Linked DNA regions of Mus musculus: region 1 is linked to region 2. A link is a contact called in public ChIA-PET data. All regions are on one chromosome and are shown on one strand. Each heading gives the region's core, a stretch centred on a gene start, on an enhancer-like site or on the middle of the called end of the contact. The rest is flanking DNA. Distances are from core to core; before and after follow the strand shown. Region 1 overlaps Xdh (xanthine dehydrogenase). Region 2 holds the start of Ehd3 (EH-domain containing 3).

Region 1 (2,700 bases), core at 122-2,621, 100 kb before region 2:
GCCCAGGCATGTTGGACAGGTTGAGGTCAGGCCTTGAAAAGGTCCAGAGGATGTGTCAATGCAAGGTTGTTTTTCTTCTTTTGTATAGAGCTTTATTGCAAAGATGTTGGGTGTTCCAGACAACAGAATTGTAGTCCGAGTGAAAAGAATGGGTGGAGGCTTTGGAGGGAAGGAGACCCGGAGCACTCTGATATCCACAGCAGTGGCCTTGGCTGCATACAAGTGAGTTTCTAGGCCCCCTTCTCCTGCTACAATGCCAGCTGGTCAGGATGGCCTTCTAGAGTCTCCCCTTGTTGAAAGTAATTGTCCCTACTTTGATTTCTCAGTTTTCTCTGTTTCAAACCCTTGAACATAAGGGCAGGGATACCCTCCCCAGCTTCTTTGTACATTGTATTCATGGCTTCTCTCTCCACCCCCACCCCCCAACTAGCTTAAGCTCCCTAGGAATAAGGTGAGGACTCACAGCCTGGCATTTCCTGTGTTCTTCAGCACAGCACCACCACTGAAAAGCTCAGTGTGTAGATGGAAAGCAAACCTCCGTACTGTTTAGCATCCTGAGACACACGGGGCTTAGGCTGCAGGAGGCTTACAGGTTTCTAACCTCCTTGATCCCCCGCTGCCCCAGGACAGGCCGCCCTGTACGTTGCATGCTGGACCGAGACGAGGACATGCTCATAACTGGTGGCAGACATCCCTTCCTGGCTAAATACAAGGTGATTGATCTGTTCTGTCTACTCGGGTAGGATAAATGGGTGGGATGGACCAGGACAGACAGACAGACAGACATGGGTGATATTGAGAATGACTCTCCTTTCATCAGGTGGGCTTCATGAAGACTGGGACTATAGTGGCACTGGAGGTGGCTCACTTCAGCAATGGCGGGAACAGTGAGGATCTCTCTCGGAGTGTAAGTAGTATCTGCCTGCCCCTAGGAGTGACTGGAAGGCCAAGGGTGTGCTGCACAGTCTGGGGGCATCCCTGCCAATTATTTCTGTATAGCCACGTAACTAAATCTTCCTCACTTTCAGCTTCCCGTCCTTGGACAATCTCTAAGCAGAGAATGACCATATTATATCTATGATTAGTAACTCGTCCTTTCTGTTCAAGATATTTGCCATGCTAGCCCTATTACGTATACATCTTCAGGTGTGTGTGTGTGGTGTGTATGTATGTGTGTGTGCATGTGCATGCTCATGAAAAAGACAAAAAGATGTAATATTTGTTTATAAAATAAAAGCTTTGCAAAAATTAAGTTCAGAGAGCTTAAACGAGCAAAGAACACTTTACAAACCAGTCAGCTCAAAACAGAGGCTCAGAGAGGTGGCCAGGTGGCATTTGTAGACAGGAAACGGAAGTGACTTTTTACAAAGTAAAGCATACTCAGGGAGTTAGGTTGCAGGGCATCCCATCCTGGTGCAGAGACATCCTCTGATGAAATTCAGTTGTGTTCAATAATATACGCCATGGACATTTATCTTTTCACAGTTCGAGGAGCTAACATAGCTTTAGGGAGGACTTTGCTTTCTGTCTCCCATAAGTAGAGTACTGGACACTACTTATGGTGTCCAGTAGCTGCTTTTGGCTTGTGCTGAGTTCTTCTACCTCCTTCCTAATTTTCAGTCTAGTATCTCTGTATCTTGAGAAAGGGGCACAGCGACCTCTGACTGTAAGTGCAGATTTCCTGTTCTTTCATCTGTTCTTCTTTGAGCCCTTGAAATTGTTAGTTCATCTGTATTTCCTCTCTGTTGTTTGAGACCAAACCAACGAGTATGCTTTGGGGAAACTGACGTTTTATCATTATATAATCTCTCTCTTATAATGTTTTGTTCACAATTCTCCTTTATATAATGTTACTAAAAGTCTGTTTTGTACCTTTTGTTTAATATTTACATGCTATATTTTCTAAACTTTTGCTTTCAATCTACCTATATTATATTATGATTACTATTATTATTGAAATGAAAATTTCAAAGAAATATAGTTACATCATATTTTTAAATGTACTCTGTTAATCTCTGTCTTTTATTTGTACTGATTTATTATTATCTTTTGAAACTTCAAAGCTCACCCCCTGTGACACACTTCACCCAACAAGGCCACACCTACTCCAATAAGGCCACACCTCTTAATCCCTCCCAAGTAGTGCCATTTCCTTATGATTAAATGTTCAAATATATGAACCTATAGGGGCCATTCTTATTCAAATAACTGTACCCAAATACTACTGGAAGGAAGGGGATGGAAAGAGCAAGAGAGAAAGTTATGTAGTCTGAGTTAGAGGTCAAGGAAGCATAGGGTATTGTAATTGTGAACACACAGTAGCTGTGGCTCCAAGCCTGCTAAAGTCTGACTAGCTACTGAACAGCAGGGATATGGTGAAGGCCTTGGTTCTTTATTAGACCCTTGGCACCATCCAGAAGGAAAGTCAGTAAGAGGTCTTTTTGCTAAGTGAGCATGAAAGTCCAGGGTCTTATGTGCTTTACAATGGCTTTATTTAGGGTGTGGGTAGGGCTTTATAAATGGCTACAGGTGGTGAGTGGTGAGTCTTAGATCCATACCTGACTTTTTGTGATACCATCCGAACAAGAGTGTTGGGGCACCCCAATGGAGCCTCATGAAAATGGAAGCATAGGTTTCTGATGAGATTTTGCAGATGTGGTTATAGGAACGGGGTCACAACTCGTGTGAATGAGTATGTGT
Region 2 (2,730 bases), core at 210-2,709:
TTTGCAGTCTGTATGCAGTAAAGATTGAGAGAGGCCTGTTCTTCAGAGCTATTGGATTTTTCTGACTTTCTCTCTGAATGCTTGCAGCCCCCAAAATCTATCATTCAACGGAATGGAAGACTCCCTGTTAAAGTTACAGGCACGTAGCTAACATTTTTCACAGGCACCGAGGGCTGCTTCCATCTTGTGCAGCTCTAAACCATCACGTATCCTCCCATCACCTCTGCTATCTCACCTGCAAAGTCAAGGGCCAGATGAGGCATCTTAGTATCTCCTCTACTTCTGTAAGCTGCTTTATTATTATTATTATTATTATTATTATTATTATTATTATTATTATTATTGAACTATTAAGTTCAAAGAAGAAACTTATTAAAAGTATTCTGCTTCTCTAAGAGACAGCCCTAAAAGCACTGTCAGAGAGAAGGAAAAACGGTAAAAGAATAAATGACCCCAGGGTCTCCAGTTCACCCCCATCCCCAGGCCCGCGACCATGAGAACAACTCGGCTGCAAAGGTAAGGCTCCCCGGGATAATCCCAAGCCCTTCACGAGATAAGAGATTCTAGTCAAAAGGAGGGTTACGGTATCCCCACCTTCATTAGGAGTCTGGTTCCTTCTGTGCCTCAGTTTCAGTGCCCAGATCAGACAACAGGGATGACTCTTAATAAAATGACCAGGGCTAAGAACTGAGGAGGGACATCATATAGGAATCAATGGGGGACTCGGTAGTAGGATCAACTTTTGAGGCCTCCCACAGGGATTTCTTCAGAGCCCTTAATGGAAGACTTTCCACGTCACCCGGAAGGCTCAGCACCCAGATGAGGCTCACCTGATGAAGGTGGTCTTGCCGGTAGAGTACTGGCCCACCAACAGGACCATGGGCTTGTTGTCGAAATCAGCATCTTCCAGGGCGGGCGAGTGGAACTCGTGGAAGCGGTAATACTCTTCCAGAGGCAGCAGCTTGGTCTTGTAGAGTTTTTTGAGTCCATCGCTCACCGTCTGGAAGACCTCAGGGTCCTTCTTGCGGCGATCATCGTTACCCAGCCAACTGAACATTGTGACAGCTGGGAGGAAGCTCCCGGGAGTGGCACCCGCCTAGCTCGAACAACGCCGCCACTACTGCCTTACCAGAGCTCGGGGCTCAGACGCACCATGGCCCGGGCTGCCCCAGCTGCTGGATTCAGTCCAGTCCCAGGTTCATCCACAGCCCGGTTGGAGAGAAGGATGCTGTGGATTGTGTCAAGAGAACTGCAACCTTGGAAATTAAAGACAAACCTGCCGGGAAGCCGAAGCCTGAGTTCCAGGTCTCCCCAGATAGATGACTAAAGGATGCTCGAGCTCCGCTACTGCGGAGCCCAGGCTGCGCCGGGTAGGCAGCGGCTCACACAGCTCCGCATCCGCAGCAGCATCCCGCCGCCCCCGGCGCGCGTTTAAATGCCAGACGTGCAGGAAGTCCCCGAGAACTGGCAAAACCCGGCCAGCTCCACGGTCAGGGCGACGCGAAGCCAAGGAGGGCGCCGCCATGTCTATGGGCAGGCGCTCTGCGGCCGCGCGGACTCTATCTGCAAAAAGCTGCTGCCAGAGTCCTGTGGGAAAGCGCAGGCATTTCTTTCCCAGCCCTGGGGATTTGACTTGGGAGCAGCGCCCTCTCAAGGACGGAGACTAAGACAGCCTTGACCTACTCTACCGTTTTGAGACTCAGTTCCTTTGGTTACTGAGGTCAGTTCCCTGGGGATACTAATATTGGGACCCATTTGGGGAAAATTCTACTGTATTTTCCTTGGGGCATGGAAAGAAGGTGCCCCTGACAAGTGACATAAAATAACCAAAAAATCAGTAACTTATCTTTTCACCAGGCCTGAGGTGAAGTGAAAAACAAACAACAAACAAAAACGGCTTTCCTCTTTCTCTCCTCCCCCTCTCTCCCACTCAATACGGTAGGTAAAACCAGCAAAACACACACAGGCAGGGAGTGCTAAGGGGCAGCGACCTAATTTGACACAACTACATACAAAGCTGAGTCTTTGAGGAGCCTTTTAGGAGATGTAGCAGGGTAGAATTACAACAGACACGAAAAGAGGCAGGCAAATTTCTGAGTTTGAGGCCAGCCTGGTCTACAAAGCGAGTTCCAGGATAGCCAGGGCTACACAGAGAAACCCTGTCTCAAAAAAAAAAAAAAATTAAATTAAATAAAAATAAGAATAAAAAAAAAAGCAAGCAAGCAAGCAGAACCATCTTTTGCTTTTTTCGTGGTCAATTTGAAGGCATTACAGGAAACATGGCTGTGAGATGTCTCTTCAAGGATGAGCTGAGAGAAGACTGGAAGGCATTTGAGGTCACATAAAAAGCCTTCTTAAAAACAATCCAGAGCAGTGTAAAGATTTTGGCAGAGCTACATCCAAAATGGTAGATCGTGAAATGTATGATGGGAACAGGCATGGAAGAATGTGCACACCAAGATAGGAGCCAAACAAGAAATGGGAAACCCATAAGAATATCATTACCAATAATTGCTATGTAACAAAATGCTCACCAAGCACAGGGGTTGCTGAGATCTCAGGAAGCAACATTGTAGCGCCCCTCTGAGGAAGATCGTGCCATTGCCAGCAATGCCAAGAACAGTGATGAGACATTGGCCAGATGTGGCAAAGGGTGGGGCAGCAACAAGGAACAAAGTCAATGACAGTTCTAGAAGGATTCTAACCAGTGAGGTGGCAAGCCTTTCCTCT

The links. ChIA-PET counts read pairs in DNA pulled down with a chosen protein or histone mark.
Region 1: an RNA polymerase II ChIA-PET map of memory CD8 T cells shows a contact between it and region 2, with 43 read pairs. The contact joins the enhancer-like site here to the promoter of Ehd3 in region 2. A contact is called at or near these places in 3 of 39 promoter capture datasets (the 3T3-L1 cell line, hippocampal neurons and trophoblast stem cells), 3 of 484 Hi-C or Micro-C datasets (CD4 T cells, CD8 T cells and thymic regulatory T cells), 3 of 115 datasets of contacts at active chromatin or transcription factors (CD8 T cells, T-cell acute lymphoblastic leukemia and memory CD8 T cells) and 3 of 9 other capture datasets (adipose tissue, liver and pancreatic islet).

Annotation. Positions count from the first base shown.
Region 1 is chr17:73,904,217-73,906,916 of GRCm38.p6, reverse strand. It overlaps Xdh (xanthine dehydrogenase), which reads left to right. Exons shown (of 36, transcript NM_011723.3): 22 at 89-222; 23 at 626-713; 24 at 821-907. Among named protein-coding and RNA genes, the nearest start is that of Xdh, 45 kb to the left of the region's middle. Within about 2 kb of position 1,371, at least 22 of the 459 cell types and tissues checked have an H3K27ac peak or open chromatin away from gene starts, as enhancers often do. A contact at or near this core is called in CD8 T cells, memory CD8 T cells and thymic regulatory T cells, where this site is marked.
Region 2 is chr17:73,803,570-73,806,299 of GRCm38.p6, reverse strand. Ehd3 (EH-domain containing 3) reads right to left here and starts at 1,459. Exons shown (of 6, transcript NM_020578.3): 1 at 831-1,459. The coding sequence starts at 1,057.